Regions from separate parts of the Mus musculus genome. Here all the other regions are linked to region 7. A link is a contact called in public promoter capture Hi-C data. All regions are on one chromosome and are shown on one strand. The core of a region is the stretch at or near the end of the contact, and the rest is flanking DNA. Distances in the headings are between cores, read along the strand shown. Region 1 holds the start of Pdcd6 (programmed cell death 6). Region 2 holds the start of E430024I08Rik (a long non-coding RNA gene). Region 3 holds the start of Cep72 (centrosomal protein 72). Region 4 holds the start of Ccdc127 (coiled-coil domain containing 127). Region 5 holds the start of Exoc3 (exocyst complex component 3). Region 6 overlaps Cast (calpastatin). Region 7 holds the start of Rfesd (Rieske (Fe-S) domain containing).

Region 1 (3,132 bases), core at 246-2,745, 1.7 Mb before region 7:
AAATCCGCCTGCCTCTGCCTCCTGAGTGCTGGGATTAAAGACATGCGCCACCACCGCCCGGCAAGTTTTAGCAGTTCTTATAGCAAACATACTTCCACAAAAGTACCTAAGGACCATCTTGAAGCCTTTCAAAAACTAAGCAATTACTTCTAAATGTCACCTGACAATTTGTCAGTGTCCCCGATGATCCTCTTCAGAACAGTTGCTAAGACTGATAGCAGGTCAAAGGCCTTCTAGATAAGTGAGGGACCTCTGTTGCACAGAGCTAACCTTTTTCACTCTTGGGCAAGGTCTACACTATAGCTCCCATTTCAGAGGCTCACATACATTTGTTCTGGAGCTCGGTAAGGCAGCAATGATAATTAAGAAAATACAAACACAGAAGCTTAGCAAACACCTTTACCTTATACCGGTAATGGCAATTTAGTCTTAAGGACTTCTTTGGAAATAATTCCAGGAAGGAAACTGCTTACTGTGAATGAATCAGGCTTCAACTCACCATTGGATAATGCTTGCTGAAGCTCATTGTCTGAAATCACTCCACTCCTGTCTTTATCAACCCTACAAAAACAAACAAACAAACAAACAAACAGAAAACAGGTAAGCTGGTGATTAAATGTAAAGGAAGTATTAAAAATAAAACATAGCCAAGACATCATTTTCATCAATCTACACTAGGTCTGGAATGTTACTCTGGCCAGACCTTCCTCTTTGCTCAGCTGGAATGTCACACGCCCCCAGGTGTGCCAGAGACTAATGAACAACCAGAAGCAGTAGGAGGGGTTGAGTCATCTTTTCTCTATTCCTTTCAAGCTTTCTGTTAGCTCTTCAAGTCTGCTTAATTTATACCTGCACCAGTTCATCATAATAGGTAAAGAAAGATTCTCTAGGACGAATAAGTCATTCTTTGGCACGAGTCAGTGGAAAGACAATCAGTCATTCAGAAGGACGGCCAGGGACAGAAGACATGCAATAGCAGCCAGCTCTTTTCACTGATGCCGTTTTCCTGATTCAAGATTTGTCCTGTTTCTAACGCAAGCACCTGACCCTGTAGGGCGACTGTTCCGCGCCCTTCGGCCCTGGGCAAAGTCACTGCCAACATGACCCTGAACCCTGTGCTATTGTAGAAGAGAGAAAGTCGGGGATGGAGGGGAGTAGGAAGGACTGGGAAGGAGGTCGGGGGATGAAGGGCTGGGGAGAGGGAGGACTGGAGAATAGGCCCTGAAAACTGAGGACCGACCCAAGGGCCGAAGGAGCTGAGCGGCGCTGGCCTTACCGCTGGAAGACGTTCCACAGGAAGCTCTGGTCTGGCAGTGCAGCTCCAGCAGCAGGGCCGGGGCCACCACCCGGGCCTGGGCGGTAGGAGTAGGCAGCCATGGGCTGATGCACAGCGGCAACGCGGCCCAGCTCCACAAGCTATGCTTCCGCCTCAGTTATGGGGCAGGACCAGGAGCCCACAACTTCCTGGGAACAACGGAAGCGCGCACCTTTGAGTCACTTGGCAGGCGTGGTCCGTTGCCACGCAACGTCTGGAGGGCCTTGGGGTTAGTCTGAGCTCCGCCTCCTACTCTTGCCCGGCCTTGGGTGTCCCTTTCCTTTTCAGCCCCACCCCGCTCCGCCCTCCTGTGTGTCTCAGCCCGAAGCTGCGGCGGGTGAGCTCAGAAGAGACCACGCCATGAGGGGCCGACCCAAGCTTACAAAACGCCTCGACCTGTAACGGAAAGTGGTGAAAGCTTTCACTTGGACCGACGGCTTCCCTTTACGTCTGCATTAGTATTTAGTGCGAATGTGATGTGCACCAACCGCATGAAGTCCTCGGCGGAAACGCAAAGTGCATTTTGTGCACTCTGGAGTTTGTCCGTCTGTCCATACTACACCTTCTTGCCTTCCCACTTGCTTATATCGGTTTATGCCCAGCCTCCCTAGGTTTGCAGTGACTTCATTTGTAAATGGCCCGAGTGAGGTTTGGTCCTGAGGTGAGAGCTGTGTTTTCTCCACCCCTTACTTGGACTTCTGTACTTTTGGTGGTTACTCCTTTTAATTATAAGTATTCCTTCTTTCGTTCTAGATACTAATTCTATGGTGCTTTTATAGTTTGGAATGTCCCTAAATGGGAAAATGCATAGCATTGGGGCAACTACCAACCGGTCACATTCACGGGCTGTCAGGCCATCCTTCCACCTAAATCTGAATACTGTGAATAGCTCAAGATACAGATTACTCCGTTCTGCCATAGGATTATTCCAGCCTTCCTGTAGTCCTCATCCAGGGACAGACTTATAATAAGAACTGCTATGCTGTCTTTATGGGGGGTTTGTTTACCCCATAACTAAAGAAGAGGGTGAAGAGACCAAGGGCCAAGAGTATGGCCTTGTACATCTGAAACTTCCATGTGGATAATCATCCATTATTTAGCACAGCTATAGATCTGATCAAGTCCCAACTGTATCGTTTTCTGCTCCATTTCTCTTGTTCTTAGGACATCTTAAGAGACTTTCAAATTGCTCAAAGAAACATCTTATAGCTTTGACATTTACCTCAAAATCTACAAAATTCTTTAAGAAAGGTAGATTTTTTTTCCAGGATTTGGCGAATTCATTTTTTATAATTTCTCATAAACTGTTCATCTCACTTTTGAATAATCTTTTAGACTTTTCTGGTTCTTTTATTTAGAATCTGAGATCTATTTTTATTCTGTCCTCTCTCTGGCTCCTTTTCTCTTTACCAGAAATACAAAAATATTAATCATAATTTTCCTACTTGAACTGGAAGTTTTCCAGTACAGAGAAACTTCAGCAGACCCGAGGCTGCTGAATCCGGGACTCTACCAGCTGTTTGCTGACTTTGGAATGCTATAAAGGTCCAGTCCCAAAGAGACCACCTTCTGCAACAGCTTACAGGTAGTTGTCTTCCAGGTGCCACCATCTATCTCCTTGCCCTATCTCAGGTTTAGTTTCCTCTTAACCAGGTCTGTTCTAAGCTTTCCAGTAGAGAAATAAATGAGATAACCCTGTCCTCCTATGATGTTAATCATATCATGTGTCTGCATATTGGGCCACTCTTTCCTTTAACCTAATTCTCTGAGCTACTTCTTTGAGCTACTATATACACAAAATTGTTTTCCTTTAGAAC
Region 2 (3,244 bases), core at 239-2,738, 1.6 Mb before region 7:
ATTTCTTAAGCTTGGTAAACCATTTAAATCATCAATTCTACTCTTCTACATCTCAGCTTAGTATGGGAGTGCTACCCAACACATGAGATGCCTTTTAACAGCTCCACAAAATTAACTACAAATGGATCTTATACTTAATAGGTAAATGCTGGGGGCAAAACTTATAGAAGATTCAAGAGAAACTAGGGCTCTCCAAGTTTGGCATCCTGCCCGTGAAATTTCTACAAGCAAGCCCCTAATCCTAATGTTTTGAGCTGATTCAGCCCTGATACTGATGTTATTCAGAGTTCACCGCCTGTTTTAGCAAGTGAGGAGCATCACAAAGGACCGCACAATTGGCCACATCTGGTTACATCTGGCTGAGGCTTCCCATACAGCCCCAGAGAGGACACACCACCTCAGCTCCCACTGCTCAGCCACCTGCCCCTACCCATTATAGACAGTAACCATGCGCTTACCATGTTTCAAAAACGGAGCTTACTTGAGGTCCACTCACAGCACCCAACAGCAGCGCTCAAAGCAAGACACAGAGACGGTTCAATCCTGTAGAGCAAAAACAAACTTCCAGCAAGGCATCCGGAAGACCCCGCCTCATTGTCTGACTGGCAGTTCGCCCTGGAATCCTTGATTGGCCAGCGAGTCTTACCCCGCCTCTAGATTAAAGTGTGCTTCCTGTCCCGGTCCAGTCCTTTTACAGATCTCGGGAGTGGTTTGCATTCGGGTGGCATTTGTGCCTATCCTCCTAGAGCCTCCTCTATCTGTGGTCCCAGGCCGACTTTGAGGAGGATCCACCATTGCAGCTCCGGCTGTTCATCCGCCTGCTCCTCCCCTTTGTGGGCAGTGATCTCGCACTCACCATGTCTCAACTTCGGAGCTCGCTTAAGGTCCCCAATGGCACCCAACAGCATTACTCAAAGCAGGACGGAAAGGACTATTCACTCCTGCATTCCAAAACGAACGTGCAGCAAGCCACCCGGAAGAACCCTCCTCATTGTCTGACTGGCAGATCCGCCTGGGGCCCTAGATTGCCCAATGAGTCTTACCCCTCCTCAAGGTTAAATAGAGCTTCCAGTCTTGGGTCAGACCTTTTCCAGATCTCTGGTCTGACTTGCTCTCCATTAGCATTTGTGTCTATCCTCCGAGCGGTGGGAGTGGAGACAGCATTTCAGCTCAGGCTGTTCAGCCGCCTGCTCCTTCCCGTTGTAGCAGTGGTCCTGCACTCACCATGACCTACTTCCTGGCTTGCTTGAGCTTTCCTCACAGCACTTCCCCTTCTTCCTGAAATCAAGGTCGCTAGCCTTTTACTAAACTGGGAGTGGAGTTATCAATCTGGCTCACCAGTGGAAGGATGCCCAGGATAATAACACTAAAGAGGATTTTAGGATACAAGAGTTTTGTTTTGTAGCTTGATGCTGGACCAGGGGAAATGCAGGTCCTTTTCACCAAAGAGGTATGAAACAACCTTGGGAGAAAACCAGGAAAGAGATGACAAACAGTGTAGAGCACTGTTGTTAGCCAGCGCATCTTCCTCAGTGGCAGGGTGGAGACAAACCACAGTTGTATTAGTACAGATAATCGTACCTCATCTCATAGGACGAATTTCTTTATGTATGTAGAAAGGGGATTAATAGAATGTCTCACAGACAGTGGTCCTCCTAGTCCAATAATGGCTTAGCACATTCATTGCCAAGGGAAAGAAGAAAAATCAAGGACTTGTTGAGTTCACATTGCTTGATATCTCAGCGGATCTTGAGAACTTACCAGAATTCTGAAGAAATACGTACTTACTAATGCCAGTTTAAAAACAAAACAAAATGAATGAATGAACAAACAAAACACCTTGCTAAAAAATGTAGGGAAAGAAGTAGACAATTTGAAAGAACTTCCCTGTTTAAGGTCCTTTATGTATGTAGGTTTCAGAAAGAATGTGTAGCCTGGATTAAAGGTGGATCTTAAACTCTCAAAAGACCAAGATATAGCAAGGGTTTCTCACTTCAAAAGGAATAATTAAGAAAACTCCCTTACAGGATGCAGGGTTAGAGTTAGGGGATTAGAGGGTTAGGATTAAGATAAAGAGTGTTTAGATTAGGGTTAGTGTGGTTAGGGTTACAGGTTTAGGGTTAGGCTCAGGGTTAGCACAAAGATTTTGCTGTGCTATGTGAAATCAGCTCCTGTCTCTTCTCTCATCTGCCTTCCCAGTCCTCTTTTTCATACTATCAGCATCTTCCTTCCTGCCCCAAAGAAAGTCATAAGGGGGCTATGCAAGAACCCGGAATTCCCTGATGGGAAATAGGTTTACTTTACTCAGGGGCCCAGTTCTCATACAACAGAAAACCACTATTTCTTCAGTTGTTGTTTTAAATTTCACCTAGGGAATCCTCTTAAAATGTAAGCAATCATGGGGCTTGGTGTCTTTTTTTGATAATGATATAAAGCATAGACCATTTAATTTTACCAGGTCTTTAGGTAATATAACCACATGGTTCAAGATCAAATGGTAGGCACCATTATTCTTGATGGTCCCACCGAGTCAATAGTATCCCTATTACACAAAGAAGAAATATCAGACTTACAAAGTATTCGTTTTGCATCTTAATGTTTTGTTTTGTTCTGATTCTAGTAACTTCTACCTTACAGATTTAATGGCTCCTCAAAAGAACCTAAAAGTTTTCCCATCCACATACCTCCAAAAGTGGCATACTAACAAAGGATACAATGACTTTGATATTCACAGATCCCAACAGACAAGTATAAGTTACTAAGTGCTAGTAAGGCATTTTTTTAAGATTTTTTTTTAATGTCCATGAATATACACTGTAGCTGTCCTCAGATACACCAGAAGAAGGCGTTGGATTCCATTATAGATGGTTGCAAGCCACCATGTGCTTACTGGGAATTGAACTGAGGTCCTCTGGAAGAGCAGTGCATGCTCTTAACAACTGCGCTATTGCTCCAGCCCGAGGAAGGCCTTTTTAATGTGACTGATTTAGAATATCCATAGTCGCATAAGAAACACCTTGTCAATTTTGTGTATGTAAACCCAGTGAACTCACTGACATCTTTCATTGAACTATGATAATTTTGAGATGTGGTGCCATTGAGAACTTAGAAAGAGGGGATAAACATACCTTGTTCCCCACCCCTGAATAAATGTTGTCATAGTAGAATGTGAATTTATTTGTTAAACTTATTGTATCTTATGATATTAACAAATATAAAATGTTAGAATGATCGAAAGAAAGAA
Region 3 (3,510 bases), core at 964-3,463, 2.0 Mb before region 7:
TTTTGTTTGTTTGTTTGCTTTTGAGACAAATCCAGACAGCCAAGAATGGCCCTGAATGCTAGATCGTCTTGCTTCAAGTTCCTGAGTCCAGGATTACAGCTATGGACCACTACTTCTTACAAGTTCCTGGTCAGCCAGAGCTACATAGAAAGACCCTGACTTGCAAGCAAGCAAGCAAGCAAGCAAGCAAGCAAGAGCAAATAATGGAGGCGAGCAGGCTGAGCACTAGTATTCATTGCTATTTGCTTCCTAACTGCAAACGCAATGTGAACAGCTACCCTACACCCTAGCCACTATGCCTTCCTCACCTTGACTTTTATCTCCTCCAGCTGTGAGTCAAAATAAACCTTCTCACTCTTAAGTTGCTTCTTTTTCTTTTTTTTTTTAAAAAAGATTTATTTTATTTATTATATGTAAGTACACTGTAGCTGTCTTCAGACACTCCAGAAGAGGACATCAGATTTCGTTACGGATGGTTGTGAGTCACCATGTGGTTGCTGGGATTTGAACTCGGGACCTTCGGAAGAGCAGTCGGCACTCTTAACCACTGAGCCATCTTGCCAGCCCCTTAAGTTGCTTCTTGTCGGTTTTTTTTCCCCCACATAGGAAATGAGAAAACCAACTAATATACCCTCTTACTAAATAACAAAGTCTTTATACAGAGAATCCTCCTGGTTGACCTGAATACTATCAGCCAATAAAATCAACCTGACACAGTTTTTACATGTACTTGGAACACTCTCCAAGAGAAACCAGATTCTTGGGCATTAAACAATCTCTGCAGACTTAAGCGAACCAAAATCATACACAGTATGTTCTCTGACAATAATAGAATTACACACAAAAAAACAAGAAAACCTCCCGACACATAATTCGTTAAAAAGACATCCCTAAAGAATAAAAATGTGAGCAATCACTAAATAATTTGGAGGTCTAAGAAGATACCTAAAGGGATATTTGAAAAGCATATTAAAATCAATGAAAATTAGAACCAGTCATGGTGGCAACTGCCTGCAATCCTAGCCACTTGAGTGTCGGACTAAAATTCCAAGGCCAGGTTCCGTTAAAAATGGAGATCAAGGTCATCTTGGCTTAATAACACACTTGAAAAATTAAAAAAACGTTTGGGGTGAAGTCCCATGACAGGGCATTTGCTTAGCATATGCAAAGCCCTATGTTCTATCTCCAGTACCTTAACACACAGTAGAAATATAAACACTAACAAATGTGTTAGTGTGTGCAGCTATGTGATACGTAAAGAGAAATGTACAGATTAAGAGATTTAAATTATAAAACAAGCTTTAATCCACACGTTTCACTTCTAGAATCTAAAGAGGAAAATAAATGCAAAGCAAGCACAGAGAAAAAGGTAAAATTTAAAAACAGTGAAGACAAATCAACCAACCCAAAAGTGGTGTCTTTGGCATGACCAAAAACCGTATATCTCCAACATGACTGAAAGATAGAGCCAGATTAAGTACCATTTATGAAAATGGGGAATATCCCTACAGGCCCCACAAGCATTAATAAAATAGTAAGAGAATGCTGTAGTCAGTTCTATGTAGATATGGTTGACAATCAAGAAAAAACGATTTAGATAACGAAAATGCACTCTAGGTGAAACCACTATAAGTTTAAAAATCGTAATCGAATTTAAAAAATGGTAATCGAAAATCTTCAACAATGGAAAATTCTAGGCCTGCGTGGTTTCCCTGTCAAAGTCCAGGGGAAAAAAGTTAAAAAGGAAAAAAAAAAAATCACAACACAAATTCCGCACGATCTCTTGCTCAAAACGTAATGGGGCCTTGATGTCCAAACCATATAAAAAGAGACCTGCATCTTCATAAGCGAAATGCCATGTAGGAACCCAGGAAGACAGATGAAAGCTGCTGCAAAAAAGAAGCGGGGGGCTCAGCCTGACCGCGGTCCCACAGAAAACCCAGGCCGCGTCCACCGGCTCTCCAGGACCTTAGCCACGCCCTTCCCCACAAACCCGCCCAGCCGGCCCCGCCTCCTTGCCCCACGGGCCGAGACCGTTTGTGGTCAAGTGCCATTCGCACGGAGGCAGAGCTATCAGGCCCGGCAGGCCAACCCAGTCTGTCCCCCACGCACCCAGGTCGCGGTGGGGACCCAGGCCGCTGCGCTCTCGTACAGTCTCTTCACACAAAACCAACCGCTGGCCTGGCGCCATGTTTTCAAACCGGACGCTGGCGCGCGGCGCCTGCGCTGTGACGTGATCTGGAACGGGCGGGCGGGACCAAGCCTGCAAGGGGCGGGCCCAGGAGGGTGGGCGGAGCTTCGGCTGTGTTTAAAACTTTCTTTGGGACAGGTTCACCCAAGCCATCCTAATCCGCTGAGCTCTGAGTGCAACCTCACCCTGCTCTGGCTCCTCCCCAGGACAACCCCATTGCGTTCAGTGCGGTTTGTGGAAACAGCTGTTAGTGCCCGGGGCATTCGCACCTACTCCCACTTCCATTCATTTCCTACTCCCTCCAGGAGCCTTCTCTCCTAAGGTTTCTTCCTGTCCCAGCCCCTGAGATGCTCCCCCCCCCCCCCCCCGCCAACCCCCACGCACTTCCAAAAGTTCTCATCATGTGGCTGGAGAGACAGGCTGTGTGCAAAAAAAAAAAAAAAAAAAAAAAAAAATTTCTCCTAACTAAGACACATTGAAAGTCCTTTCATCAAACCTGGGGTCTACTAATAACTTCCAGGCATTGGAGAGATAACTAAGCTTTTCAGAAGCAAATTAAGGCTTGTATGCTTGCCATCTAAGACATGTGGCGCCTCAGGACACAACACAGATTTCAATCACCCTCTCTTATTCTATTTTCTCTGACCAAGATCAGAGTCCAAGTGGGACCTTGGGGAGACGGATGGTCTGTCAGGGACAGACCCAAGACCAGCTTTTCTACTGCAATGAAAGTGCCAGTAGAAACTTGGGAAGTAACGTTTCTGTTTACTAACGTTTTACATCTTCACTGAAGAAAGAGGGACAAGGATTAGCTTTGCACCCTGCAAAGATTCCTACAAGCCTATGATTTCTTACAAGCCTCAGTAAAAGGTTATGCTAATGATTAATTACTACCAAGTACTCTTTCCGGTGGTTTATTAAATACCATCTGCCGTGGTAACATTAGACTGTGGCCAAACCTACATGCATTTAAGCTGTTTTATGTCCTTAAGTTCCATTTGAGGTGTTTAGGAGTGAGCCAGCAGCACTTGAACTTGATTTGGTGCTGGTGAAGACACAGAGCAAGGAACAGTGTTGTGACTCGGAGATAGAGATGATGAGCCAGGCTGGGTCACATCAGGAACAATCCCTTCTGCCTCATAGTTCATAAAGCTTTCCCAACTAGACCTGGAGGTTAGCAGGAACCTTCCTTAGCTGGAGTCCCACAGCCTGGTCTTCCCTACTACCTGGAGAGTTGGCAGGCAGTCCTACCCAGAACATTCTGTTGATCTCACATACACACCCCCCCCCCATGCTGCTCCCAACCTTGGCATTCATCA
Region 4 (3,391 bases), core at 204-2,703, 1.7 Mb before region 7:
ATTCTGACAGCTGGACGAGATGCCCATAGGCAGGAACAATAAAGATGCACTTAAAAACAATTCAGGCAATGAAAAATACCTTTGCTGTGCAAATCTCCCACCTGCCTAAGTGGCCAGACTTGCAGTCTCCTGTCTCTGTCTAAACTGGTCAAAGCATAAACTGGATCTGGAATAGGAAAGGAATTTAAGGATGCCAACATATGTGGTAAGCATAAACCTAAGGTGTATACAAGTTAATAAAAATCTTCTATCCTTGACTGTTCCTTTTGGGCATTAGCCAGAGCTGGGCTCAGACTATCATTATTTTTTTTTTTTTTCCTTGAGTGTGTGGAGTGAATCCTGGGCATGGGGTGGGCTCACCTATTTCTGCTACAAAAGAATTCTGCTACAATTATAGGTGGCTGACTTATTATCTCCTGTAAAGGGCTTCAATGATCAGGACTTAAAACCCTTCTTGCAGAGCCCAAGGGATAGAGGTGGAAGTAGGAGTTTGTGGCAGCAAATACAAATCACAGAAATTATCAAGGTTTGAAAATGCCTTCTGGCCTTGCAAGAATAGCTGCCAACTAACCCTTGAACATTTCATTGAACATGCATTTTAATATCTATTTCAGAAAATAGACAACTGCAGCCATAATTTGATGCACAATGCAAGTCGATACTGTTCAATGTCTTAGGGCCTTTACTTTGTAATTAAATTGTTAAGTAGGTAGGTGAGACAGAACTTTAAAGAACCCAACCTGTCAAATTTAGTTTACGTTAATAAAACCCTAGGAGTGTGACGAATAACAGGTGACCGGCAAAGAGTGCACTGAGACAAGATCTGACAATCTGGGAGGCCAACATCAGACCCCTGCAACCCTGAGTCACTGTGTACCTCTTCAAATGCAAAAAGAAGTCGCAAGACTGGATGAACACGGTGCAGAAGTCTCACCTGGTATCTTCAAATATCTCTTTGATATTTAAAAACAGTAGCTAAGGCCACTACACAAAACCTGTAAGCTCATCACTTATAAGTCTTAGTGTCGACACCCAGACTACCAACGGATTACTCGCAGACCCGTCCGCATCCAGAATGCAACAGGCCGGTCCCTCCCTTTAACCTTGGAGAACTTCGCTAGACCAAGACGGGGAAGGCCAGACTCCACGCCCGCGACCTCGGGGTCGTGACCTTCGCCGGAAAGCAGTCGGCTTCGGCCCACTGCACCTTCCCAGACTCAGGCCAACTCGGGTGGAATCGTGGCGCACTCCTAGCGCCTGCCATTTCGTGGCACTAACTCACCGCCCCAGTTAACGCCAAGCGCCGCCCGCGAAGAAGCCTCGAAACTGCGCCAACCCCGGCCATGTCTGCCTTCCCGCAAGCCCCAGCGACAGACTGCGCTTGCGCACCGAGTCGCGCGGGTGTCGGGCTTGGAAGATTCTGCGCCTGCGCAACACGCCCCTCCTGGCTCGCGTGAGTGGTGGTGCGCCTGCGCCCTGTAAACGCGGCGGTGGCAACACGTCTGAGGTAGGGTGGCAGCAACGCTGATGGGCTCTGCTCCAGGGGTAAGTGAGGTGCCAATGTCTTTAAAGTGCTTCTCGGGTGGTTCTTGTTTGCCAAAACAGAGAGGGTCGGATGATCTGGAGAGATGGAAGTAGGGTCCTGGGGCGGAGATCGCAAGCTCCATAAGAGCCCGTTTTGTTGGGCGCTTGAATCTCAACTAATGGGGGGGGGGGGGGGTACATACTGCCCTGGACTTCTAGAGTAGGTAGGAATGATGTCTTGGTGGCTGGACAAGGAGCAGCTAGCTGCACTGGGCTACGTAAAAGCCAGGATACTGAACTAGAAACTATATCCAAAGCTTTCGTCTTCGTTACAGCAGCTGGGAAGCTGGAGGCCCGGCCTGTTGTCATCCTGAAAGCTGCTTAGATCGTGGCTAGCATCCCATATTGCAAACGCGCTCTCATTTGATCACTTTCAGATAGTTTTTCTATTTTTCTAGTGAGTATAGCTGAAATGTTCGGTGGAATTAAATAGCATAAAAAGTAAACCAATAATCGTAATTGTTTCCTGAATTTTCAGTTAATATTAGATTAAGGTTTTCCTCTTGGTGCACAATCTTTATGACCATTATTTTGAATTGTTTAAGTTTACAATGAACCGTTCCCATTTTATTTCTTTGTTTTTTTATTAATAAATAAGGAAATATGGAATATATTCATGCACAACACTTTATATTTTGAATTATTTCCTTGAACTTTATAACCCCAAAATGGATGTTGTTGGTGCAGAGGAAATAAATATGACAGCTTACCCTACAAGGGTTCTGCGTTGGTGGGTTCAACCAACTGCAGATAAAATATATTTGGGGAAAATGTGTCTGTTCGGAGTATGTACAGACTTTTTTTTTAACAAGGGGGAAAATAAAACAGATGAACTACTTAAGTGCCTTTATACCTTATTAGGTATCGGTGACTTAGAGATAAAGTATTGAGCAGATTATATTCAAATACAGCATTGTATATGGGAGCCTTGGCTATCTTCAAGGCTTTTGGTATGAGATGGGGCTCCCCATCAGATATCTGATGGATGGCTATACATAGTAGGAGGTTTTTGAAAGTTGCCTGCTTTTAGTGTGTGTATGTGTGTGTGTGCATACATACATATATATATATGTATATACACATACATATTTCTAAATTAGGCATCTACCATACGTCATACGTATTAATTCTATAGTTCCTATAAACCGTTACATTCTGAGCCATGTATTATGGTTATATATTTATTGTTCATTATTGTGCATCTTAACATGTTAAACAAGGTTTGTTAAAAACACTAAAACTTTCAAAATTTGGGTTGAATTACGTATTTCTTACATGGATCTTGGTTAACTATTTTGTGTTTATTGTATTTGTACATATAAGCAAGCTGAATGTTTTTATGACTTTACAGTATGAGAACACCCATCGAATATGGGTACTTTTTATTTTATTTTTATTTATTTGAGACAGAGACTCTCTGTATAGACCTGGCTCTCCACTATGTAGACTAGACTATCTTCAAACTCAAAGAGATCAGCCTGCCTCTGCCAACTTGAATTCTGAGATTAAAAGCATGCACTAACATGCCTGGCTAATATGGGTAGTTTGTAAACTAGTAAATTTATATTAATATTGGTATCCAGCCTAGTTTGTGAGTTATACCCTAATATGAAGCAAGGGATTTTTGTAATCCTGATCATGATCCTCATGTAAAAAGATTTTCTTTGATTTTTGTCTGTAGAAAACTGCTCATTCTTCAAACCCCAGGTCATATAAAGCAAATGTCTATTGTGGATTCACTTTTATTGTTTTATTGTTATCTCTGTACAACTGTATTAAAGTCTTACAGAGACAACCAATAAGAAAC
Region 5 (3,148 bases), core at 354-2,853, 1.8 Mb before region 7:
ACTATATACACAAAGGAGAGGGTATGTCAAAATGAAGTGACGACTCCACATGCAAAGGTCATGTGCTCACCATGCAACTAATGGAGAATTTCTATGGCATTTAAATTAGCAAACTAGAAATGAAAGCTGAACTTGGGTCATAAACTCCTTAACAAAACTGCAAATCCTTAGAATTCAATTGCTAAGAAGATTTTACCTTAACAGAGAGAAGCAGGGATATCTCACAGGCGTAAGACAGTCACACAGAGAGTATTTATACAGGGACTTAAGACTATGTCAAAGGCAGCTCTAACACAATTCTTAGCCCTATAAAAGATCAGCTTTTCATTTCTGGAGCTCACCCTAGTGCTGCCCAAGTCCATGGGGTAGTTAGTCACTGGAAGGCAACAACTATTACCTACACTTCAGCAGCAGCCCAGTGGGCAAACACGAGTCTTATACTCCCTTACCATTGCTCTGGGTGGCCAAGATACCACTTCTTACTTTTGAACACTTCTAAAAACAAAGATAAGACAGCAAAAGGTAATTTATTGTCCTTACTTGAGTAGCTTGTTTCCCCTAAGCACAAATGTACCCGGTCAATCACCCTTTAGTCTAATATCTAATACTATCCAAGTCATGGACCTACAATGGCTATTTGCTGACTATCCAGCAAATGAGGGAATTAATAACACTGTTTCCTTTAATTTCAGCTACTCAACAGCCACAGATGTGATAAAGACCTACCTTCTGGAATCTTTCACTCTATTCCCAAGTAGTCTCAGAAAACCACTAAAATCCATTGTACATTTCCAGTTATGTAGCTTCTCCCTGTGTATTTCTCTCTTTGCATTTTCATTCAAGTGGAACAGCATTGCAAACACCATCTTCATCTTCTGACTATAAAATTACTCGTACCCAGACAGGAAATCTGAGCAGGCCACAGAAAGAGGATTCCACAACCACTTCTAACAGGACTGATTCACTGCGGGCTTTTTTTTTTTTCTTTTGCTTTAGTTTGACATGTTATCTTCAGCATTCCCAAAACATTAAAACTTGTATAATTCTATTTACAGGACTAGGTATTAAACATAATACCAAACCATCCCTCTGGCATGGAGTCCCCCACTCCAGCTGACAGGTGAAAGGCACTCCTGTGGCAGTGTTACAAGCCAGATGCAAAAGGAAAGCTGACCCAAAACCAAAAAAGCTTTGCAAGAAAGAGTCCACTCATAAACCTGAACACAGAGAATCAAAAACTAAAAAAACTGTACTGGATCGCCACCAAATCTGCTTCCAATGGCAGCTTGAGGACTGTCAGATTTCCGGCCTCTGGGGCAAAAGGGAACTCTGAGGGTAGAAGCAGCCCCGACCAAGGAGATGGGAGGGACGCACACCGAGGACAAACCCAAACCCGCCCAGGGACCCGCACTAGAGGGTGTCGCATCCCGCCAGAAACGTCGGCCGATGCTGTCCCTCGCCAAGGACAAACCCACTAAGGGGTACACTGTGCCACAGTCGAGGGCCCAGCGCCCCGCCCACCGCACAGGCACCCAAGGCTGTCAGAGCAGAGCTTCCTCACCGTCCGCAACGCCGCTGCCACCTCCCGGAGCCGGACCGGAAGTGTGCAACGCGGTCACTTCCGTTTCCGGCGTCTGGGCGGAAGGATGGGCTCTGGGTAACCTTGAAGGCGCTGTACGGGCGATCTTTCTGTAGACTCTTAGGAAACTTGTGCTTCTGGTGACACAGACTCAGGATCAGGGATTACAGATTCAGGCCTGGCTCCGCCGTCTGACGTTTGGCGCTCTCCCGACCCTCTTATTTTAAGTAGCACCTATTGTACCCACCCTTTCTCTCCGGATTAACCACTTAGGTTTGCCCTTGCTCAGTTCCTCCCCTTAGCTACCTTAGTCTCTCCACACCTCTCCATATCTTTACTGTGTCTTGTATTCAAGATTCCACTACTTATATTTCGTATATTTGTTTCTTCTTGCTGTCCTCGCCCTCATCCCCCAGAGGTTTCTGACAGCAAGTAGATTTCAAGTATTCAGGACAGTGCCACAGAGAGTGGGCTGCCTGCTGATAGCTGCTCGCGTAGCACGTAGAAGCGGCGAAGAAAACAAAACCACGAGCAAAACAGCAGCTGGTGGAATTACTCCAGCTGAAGGAAGCAGTGAAGCATCGAGTCGCCCCGGTACCTAGAACAGCCAGAAACTTTGTTCTACCTCTGCAGATACAGAGATTTCCCCACACTGTTACGAACTTTTAGTAAATTTTGGCGGGGTTTAGGTTCTTCCACTCACCCATCAGGTATGACAACCCTACCCTGACAGGTTTGGTTGTGTTTTTTTTTTTTCACCTTTTCTGCATACATTTGTTGAGTTGTGTGCCTATCCATAACATCACTACAAAGTCTGGCTCTCCCAAGCCAATGGATGATGGGGTAAATCTTCAGTAAATGAAAGAACAGTATAGGTAACCTGTCATAACCACAATGCAAATTATATGATGAAGTCAGTCTTTTAAAGATGCAGACCCTCCCTTAGTGTAGGGGTTGCAACTGGGAAAGTGCCCTGACCCCTTAGTTTATGACAAAACAGGAGAAATTTCAGCTTCATGAATGTTTAACTGCAAAGTGGGGAGGCACAGCTACCAAGACAAAGCTGCGGTTTTCCTTAGTTACCTTATATCCAACCCTAATCTCCTGCTGCCCACTATATAGTGGAGTGTTTAGTCATGGTGCTCCCTAACGAATTCAGTTAACTAGCCTAGTTAGATGTGAACTGCTTCAGTAGATGACTCAGCTTGTTTCCTTTCAATTAAATAAATAAAATAAGAATCTCAGCTTTTGTTTTTGGTAAGCCACAGAGTGACAAAGCTCAGGATACTTTTGAGTGTACAAGTAAGTTCATAGGTAGGCCTAGGAATGACCAGAGCCAAAGTAGGGAAAGAAAAAAAAAAATGAAGCAGTGACTAAAGGTTCTGCAGCCCTGAAGCAGGGAGAGTAGCCCCAAAGCCATTTTTACACCTGCCCACACAAAGGAGAAGGCATGGGTTCCAAGTAGGTGAAGAGCATATGGAGAATCCTAGAAACCCAGATGATCACCTTAGAGCTTCCTTGGTGAACAGGTGGGTCCAGAAACACAACAGAACCAATCTATCCTGGGGA
Region 6 (3,133 bases), core at 576-3,075, 1.3 Mb before region 7:
GTACCATTCAAAGATGTTAAGATAATTTAACCTGCTTTGATATAGCAGCAGATTTTAAATTTCAGTGTATCCATTGTATGTACATACACACATTTAAAGAAGTTGATTTTTGTGTTTGGTAAAGATGCTTTAGACAATGTGGCAAGTGACTATAAGCAAAGGATTTTGATCTGGTTTTCATGTAGAGGGTGGAAACCACAGTTTAATGCCATGGTAAACCAGGATAGTTCAAGCCATATGAGTATTCTAAGAATCCCCAATTTATTGCTAAAAGTTATACGTTAAACTCTAGTCTGTGCTGTTTTTCTGCTAGCTTCATTCAAGTCTCAGTGTGTCTTGTTTGACCATGAGTAGAAGTCCTCATTCCTAAGAAAGTAGAGTTCAGGCAGGAAAGGAGATTGATGCTCCCAAGGTTTACCTTGGGTCATCTATCATTAATTTATTATTAGCATCCCCAAAAGAGTTATACACCGAGTATACAATATTTCATGTTTGACTTATCAACATTAACCCAAAGATACATCAAAGCTGAAGAAAAAGACATAATAAGAAATCAAAATACTGACAAAAGTTGGGAGCATTATTTTTCAAATGCTAAAAAAATTTAGTGCAAACCAAAAATACTAATGAGATTTACAGGCACTGTATATATAAAGTGCAAAGGTTTGTAAAGGCTTTCTGGGATTTTTGGTGTTTTAAGAAACTATCAAATATATTTCTTACAAATATAAAGCTTCCTTCTCCCATCTAAGGGCAATTAAAAATCTTTGAAGTTTATCAATACTCAATACAGAACACAGGTGAAGCAGACAAATTCATTTTCGTTCTGGAAAAGAATAACAACTCAGTGTTTAAGATGTCAAAAGACATAACAAATACCACTGTCCAGAAACCACCCAGAAAAAACTGTCATCAAAGCCTTTGTTCTTCAAAAGTCACCATCCACCAGCTGAAGAATTTCTATTCAGATACCCTTAAAATAAAAGGAAATATGAGTGAGTAGGTTGTTAATAGAAGGTCATCAGTTACTCTGAGAAATGTGGAGCAGCTCTTGTTGGTGTGCTAACTGCGCTATAGGAAATGAAATGGATCCTGGCAAGAGAGCTGGGCCATTTAACCCATAGTTTAAAACCAAACCAAACCAAACCAAAACAAAACAACAGAAACAAAAAACCAAAATACCTTACTTTACAGTTTCATTTAATATATGTATGCCACAGTATGCATGTGGACTTCAGAGGGCAACTTCCATGAATCTACCATGTGCATCCCTCACCATGCCAACCCCATTTCTTATTTTCTTTTCTGTTGTTGTTGTTGTTGTTCTTTTTATTTGTTTTCTTTAAGGCTTTGTTGAGCATGCAGTTTCATTTTATGATTTTTAGGAAGATCAGAACCCACCTATTGAAGAATAGGTCAGAATCCATTATTGTTCTTTCAGAATTAAGAAAAAAACAAAACAAAAACAGAAGGTTAAACAGCCTTTATTCCCAAACTGTGATTTCTACCACTCACCATGCATTGTATTTCAGATAGCAATTACTGCCATTTTGCTACAAATACATTGCAAGAAAAGTCTGTATAATTTCAAAGATTGAACTAGCTTGTGGTGTATGATTTTCATTCAAAGTCTGAGTTCTTTAAAGAGTTTTGTGGTTTTTGGTTTTGTTTTGTTTTTTTCAAGGACAAGTTTTTCTGTGTAGCCCTGGCTGTCCTGGAACTCGCTCTGTAGACAGGCTGGCCTTGAACTTTGTGAGCTCTGCCTTCCTCTGCCTTTGATAGGATCAAAGCCACCACCACTGCCAGGCCATTTTAAGAGTAATTTAATCAATGATTAACAAGAAAAGTTCTAGTAGCACAATAAGCCCTTTAGTGCTTGTTGGGGAATGGAATACTTTGAACTTCGCAAGCTATGGGTCCTAAGAACAGGAACAGGTGTGGAATACTCAGAGAGAAACTTGCCTCTCGCGCCCCACGGTGCCAGCTGCTAGAAGGCAGTTATTGCTATTTACAGTGGAAACTCAACTTACCAAATTCATTAACTGTGTCTTGCATCTTCTTTAGCCTTTGGCTTGGACACTTCCTCTGTCTTCTAAGGGGGAAGCAAAGCTATAGTGAGTGCTTTTATTTCTAAATCAACACTGCACAATAACTCACCAGGAAACAGAAGGAGAAAATGAACTCCTGGATAAGGACCAAACAGAAGGCAGAGAGGGTGGCCTGGTCTATATTCTTCATTTGACACAAACATGCTCTGTTCTTTCCTTAGTTTTTAAGTTATAAGATGTAAATAGTCTTAATCCTAAATTTCTCACTTTAAACATGTTTTTAATGGACCCTATAAAATTTTTGCCTGGGGCCAGCCCCGGTGGGGGGTGGGTGGGTGGGGTCTTCTTTCTTGTAGATTCTTGAAGCAGCAGAGGGGGAAGAGCATCGTTGGAGGATAAGACTTTGTCCTACAAGATATTTAGGGTTGCTGTATAATAATAATAAGTTTACTTATCTAAGTCTGTTATCTTGCTACTGTAGTTGACCTGCCTGTGGTGATCCTCTGAGGCCAAAAACTGCAGTTTTTGGCACTTAGCACATCTTCCTCAAACAGCAACGGATTAAGTAAATAGCCTTTGTACTATCTCAGCAGGAGCTGCTGGGCTCTCACTTTCAGCCTGCTAGTTGGAAGTCACAGGAAGAAAAAATGGACACTTAGAAAAGTGATTATAGCATTTATTACTAAGTTGTAAAAAGTTTCCTATGAAACTTTTAAAGCTTTTATGAAGCTAACTGAGGGGAAAAGCAGAAAGATCCTATGTGGTGAAGGGGAAAAATTCTCTAAAAGGGGAAAGGGGGCAAAAATTCTAGTAAGGAAAAAGATTCTTCCAGGAGGGGAAAAGGAAAAAAATCTCCTCTCTTCTCTATGTCTTCAGTACTTATAATGCTTTCAGAATACATGATCGCATGTTACAAAGTTCATCATAAGTTCACACACAAAAAAATCAAATCATAAATTGCAATAGTTTACAACAGAGGATGTTTACATGCATATCCATTAGGAGAAATTATCTGGCTAAACATCCATCACCTGTCTCAGCTCCACAGGTTCACTGAAGGTTTAAAACCATAACTAAGGTATTAG
Region 7 (3,379 bases), core at 350-2,849:
AATGCCGGGGCTGGGAAGCAAGAGTAGGTGGGTTGGTGAACAGTGGGAGGGGGTTTTCAGAAGGTAAACCACGAAAGGGGATAACATTTGAAATTTAAATAAAGAAAATATCTAATAAAAAAGAAATCTCTTGAAGAACAAGAAGGAGAAGGAGAAGCAGCACTGATACTTTCCAGGGAAGCTAATGAACGTCACGTTGAGTTATGAATCCTGCTGCTGTAGTCTTCCTACTAGGAAAAAAATAATGCCTTGGCTCTCCCTCCAAAATCACTGTTTTTAAAGTGCTATAGTGCTGGAGAACATAATTTTTAATACAGTTTTTGACAAAAAAAAATAAAAATAAAAAATGTTCTGTTCTACCATTGTCTTTAAAAATAAAAACTGTTTTGTTGTTCGTAGATCCCTAAAATTAGATTTCTTAAAGTGAGAATTCCATATAAAACTATTTGTTTTAGATAAGTGGATGGCCCCGACAGTTTTAAACACCTTTCTAATGTAGATAATTCATTCAAGTATAAAGTCACTGAAGACAAAAGACATGAAATTAAAGGTACTCACACTCATGTGTCACTCCTCTTGAGCAATGACTCAGGGACTCTTAGAGTGGGGACCTGGCCCACAAATTATCACAGTGCTTATCTCCAGGGTGACACCCTGGCTTTTAGGCTCAGGGAAGGGAAATGCTTTAGTCAGTAGCAGTTTGATGATAATAAATACATTTGACTAGCTACATTTCACTACCGCTTGGACACTTTGCGTGTAAATGTTCATTACTCCTCACAAAATTAAATATCTGTAAGCTCATATGTTGCTTGGTGTAACTTTCGTGTCACTAGCAGCCAGCGATTTATAAAAGAAAAGAAACAAAAAACAAAAAACATGTGGCCTGAAAGAAAATCATCTTGAAAGTCACAAAAACCGTTCGGCAAAAACGTATAGAGAGTTTTATATTCGCAGTGCACACATGTATCGGAAAAGATGGTTCTGAATGTTTATGTAGGAATGCTAATGTACAAGATTGTCTTCACAAATATCTAAAGTAAAACACTTGCCCAATTTAATGAAGCCGTGCAGCTGAGCGAATTACTGCCAATGTCTGGTATTAAAGATGACAAGGCGTTTCACCAGCGTCTGAATCCCGGACTGCTTCCTAAGAGGCCTGTATCATAGGGTGTGCAGAGGACAACCACGTTAAGGCACCTCTACTCTATACAGCTGGGTGCAACCGCAGGAAGCGCAGCAAGGCTGGTAGCCACCCCCATGGCTTTAGCAGTTCTCAAACCAGTTTTATTTGCTAAGAAGACAGGCCGCAGCTGCTAGATTGAGCGGCGCTAGGGACAGCACGGCAACCAGCAGTCGTCCCGACGGCCATCCCAGGAGAATATTTGGGGTGCGTGGGACGTCAGAAGGATTCGCTTTCATAGTTTATGGCACAAGTGCGGAAAAGCCTATTTAAATGGCTGCAGGTCCCGGCTGTGGCCCAACTGTCAAGGCGAACAGTTCACTGAGGCTCTTGCCAATGCCAGTCCACGAGGGTCCAAACGCTCCCTGCTCAGACACCCGAGGACTCGGAACCGCTGCCAGCGGACGCAGGAAGTGCAGGCCCGGGCGGTGTCCGACCGGAAGCAGCAGCGTGCCAGAAATCTCCGCCCCGCTCCCCTCACCCAATTCCCGCACCGCGAGAACCTAACTTACTGTGCTGGGGTCCTCGCCCCGCCCTCAACACCCAGCTCCCGCAGCCCCTGCGTCCTGCGCCTGCGCGACGCGAGTTTGTGAGGAGGCGGGGCAGGGGTCACGTGCTAGGAAGTACTGGCTCCCCTCCCGTCCCTCCATCAGGCTGCTGTCCTGTTTGTGGAATTTTTCTAGCTCTTGTGGGATATGAGTAGGTGCATCATTTTCTTTCTCTTTTCTTTTTTCAAAGAACGATAATCGGACTCACTCTAAATTTATCCAAATTTTAAATGCACTCAGCAATCTCATCCCTAAGCGAAATAATACCTAGAACATGGGAAAACTTTACAGCCATATACTGTATACCCAAAGGTCCAATTCCATACACTACACCATACAGGCTCCCATGTGTAATATGCTCTCTTTAACACAAATAACTCATTGCTTGAGATACAAATAGGTTAAGTATTTGTGTATACCAAAGCTTTTAAAAATTACTAGATTTAAGGGGAGATGGTGTGTTTTCACTTTCAATTTCTCTTTCAGTGTTACATTAAGAGCAACACAATAAGAACTCCCCATACTTATGCTCAGAGGTGCAAGCTAAATGAGTCTTACTGGTTTGCAAGCATTCTCTGTAAACTGGCACGTGGCAAGCTCTTATAGAGCCCACAACCCGGGCTGAAGTTGATCACTTGAACCCAAGTGTTGGGCAGCACAGACACCCTGCTTTAAAAAAAGAAAAAAGAAAAAAGAGGCCAGCAAGATGATTCATGGAGTAAGGGTGCTTGTAAACGGGACAGCCTGAGTTGTAGCCCAGAGCTCATTTAATGATGTAGGAACTGACTTAACAAACTATGCTGTAGCATGCATGTCCCTGCTCACACAGAATAATAAGGATTTTTTAAAATTAATGATCCTTTGATTCAATAGCTCATAATCTTGGCTAGGCTTTAGATCTGCCTAGGAATTAAAACAAACAAAACCAAAAAACAATAACAAAGCAACTTTGCCCAGTATACCAGATCAATGAAGTAAAAATCTTAGAAAGGATTCAATATATATTTTTGTTTTTTAATTTCTGAAAGCTTTTCATTTTTTCCCTCCCAGAAAGACCAACTGCAATCAGAGGGAGTGAAAGGTCAAGATTTTATTCATAACAAAATCAGCTTAGAACTGGATCACTTGGCCCTTTCTCTTCTTGTCGCCTCACAATTCAAAATGCTCACATCTCTTAATAGCCAGCATCCTCTTAGATCTGCAGTTGGGCTCAATGCACTCCAGTCTCAGCACAATCTTCTTTGTAGAAGCCTTTTTGCGGAAAATAGGCTTAGTTTGTCCACCATAGTCACTTTGTTTCCTGTCATAACGCTGCTTACAAAGAATCCTTGTCCTTCTTGTACTGTGTCACCTTGTGGGGTTGGTCCTTTCCATATTTCTTACAGAATATCTGGTGGACCCTAGGCATGTTCATCATGTTCACAGGATCACTAACTTCCAAAATTATTACACTGTGAATCCAAAATTGGACGTTGAAATCTGTATTTAACATACTAACACAGTGATTTCAGTGCCCCAAAGGACTGGGGACCTGAGACTCAGGGGTCTTGTTCACTTATCCTGGTGTGTTGCATACATTTTTTTTCTTTCAAGACAAAGTTTTGCTGTGTTATCCAGGTTGATCTCAGACTTGTGAGCTCAAATGATT

Evidence for each region. Promoter capture Hi-C pulls out the DNA fragments that hold promoters and counts their contacts.
Region 1: a contact with region 7 is called in a promoter capture Hi-C map of pre-B cells, with 2.1 times the contacts expected there. The contact joins the promoter of Pdcd6 here to the promoter of Rfesd in region 7. A contact is called at or near these places in 8 of 39 promoter capture datasets (the 3T3-L1 cell line, 3T3-L1-derived adipocytes, HPC-7-derived erythroid cells and 4 more), 1 of 115 datasets of contacts at active chromatin or transcription factors (astrocytes) and 1 of 9 other capture datasets (adipose tissue).
Region 2: a promoter capture Hi-C map of hippocampal neurons shows a contact between it and region 7, with 8 times the contacts expected there. The contact joins the promoter of E430024I08Rik here to the promoter of Rfesd in region 7. A contact is called at or near these places in 2 of 39 promoter capture datasets (hippocampal neurons and pre-B cells), 1 of 484 Hi-C or Micro-C datasets (CD4 T cells), 1 of 115 datasets of contacts at active chromatin or transcription factors (astrocytes) and 2 of 9 other capture datasets (adipose tissue and liver).
Region 3: a promoter capture Hi-C map of pre-B cells shows a contact between it and region 7, with 3 times the contacts expected there. The contact joins the promoter of Cep72 here to the promoter of Rfesd in region 7. A contact is called at or near these places in 3 of 39 promoter capture datasets (hippocampal neurons, liver and pre-B cells) and 1 of 484 Hi-C or Micro-C datasets (CD4 T cells).
Region 4: a promoter capture Hi-C map of pre-B cells shows a contact between it and region 7, with 4 times the contacts expected there. The contact joins the promoter of Ccdc127 here to the promoter of Rfesd in region 7. A contact is called at or near these places in 7 of 39 promoter capture datasets (the C10 cell line, cranial neural crest, hematopoietic stem and progenitor cells and 3 more), 1 of 484 Hi-C or Micro-C datasets (uterus), 2 of 115 datasets of contacts at active chromatin or transcription factors (astrocytes and large pre-B cells) and 1 of 9 other capture datasets (liver).
Region 5: a promoter capture Hi-C map of pre-B cells shows a contact between it and region 7. The contact joins the promoter of Exoc3 here to the promoter of Rfesd in region 7. A contact is called at or near these places in 3 of 39 promoter capture datasets (liver and pre-B cells), 1 of 484 Hi-C or Micro-C datasets (CD4 T cells) and 2 of 9 other capture datasets (liver and macrophages).
Region 6: a promoter capture Hi-C map of liver shows a contact between it and region 7, with 4 times the contacts expected there. The contact joins the enhancer-like site here to the promoter of Rfesd in region 7. A contact is called at or near these places in 4 of 39 promoter capture datasets (the 3T3-L1 cell line, the C10 cell line, hippocampal neurons and 1 more).

What each region holds. Positions count from the first base shown.
Region 1 is chr13:74,315,831-74,318,962 of GRCm38.p6, forward strand. It overlaps Pdcd6 (programmed cell death 6), which reads right to left and starts at 1,496. Exons shown (of 6, transcript NM_011051.3): 1 at 1,277-1,496; 2 at 500-561. The coding sequence starts at 1,377.
Region 2 is chr13:74,462,124-74,465,367 of GRCm38.p6, forward strand. It overlaps E430024I08Rik (a long non-coding RNA gene), which reads right to left and starts at 1,489. Exons shown (of 8, transcript XR_003950546.1): 1 at 1,086-1,489; 2 at 459-543.
Region 3 is chr13:74,060,072-74,063,581 of GRCm38.p6, forward strand. It overlaps Cep72 (centrosomal protein 72), which reads right to left and starts at 2,214. Exons shown (of 12, transcript NM_028959.3): 1 at 2,113-2,214. The coding sequence starts at 2,191.
Region 4 is chr13:74,348,864-74,352,254 of GRCm38.p6, forward strand. Ccdc127 (coiled-coil domain containing 127) reads left to right here and starts at 1,454. Exons shown (of 3, transcript NM_001168659.1): 1 at 1,454-1,545. Sdha (succinate dehydrogenase complex, subunit A, flavoprotein (Fp)) reads right to left here and starts at 1,377. Exons shown (of 15, transcript NM_023281.1): 1 at 1,283-1,377. The coding sequence starts at 1,345.
Region 5 is chr13:74,207,097-74,210,244 of GRCm38.p6, forward strand. Exoc3 (exocyst complex component 3) reads right to left here and starts at 1,604. Exons shown (of 13, transcript NM_177333.4): 1 at 1,562-1,604; 2 at 1.
Region 6 is chr13:74,693,861-74,696,993 of GRCm38.p6, forward strand. It overlaps Cast (calpastatin), which reads right to left. Exons shown (of 31, transcript NM_009817.4): 30 at 2,031-2,092; 31 at 1-973. The coding sequence ends at 2,039. Among named protein-coding and RNA genes, the nearest start is that of Erap1, 56 kb to the left of the region's middle. Within about 2 kb of position 1,826, at least 5 of the 459 cell types and tissues checked have an H3K27ac peak or open chromatin away from gene starts, as enhancers often do. A contact at or near this core is called in liver, where this site is marked.
Region 7 is chr13:76,016,963-76,020,341 of GRCm38.p6, forward strand. It overlaps Rfesd (Rieske (Fe-S) domain containing), which reads right to left and starts at 1,600. Exons shown (of 4, transcript NM_178916.5): 1 at 559-1,600. It also overlaps the pseudogene Gm4165.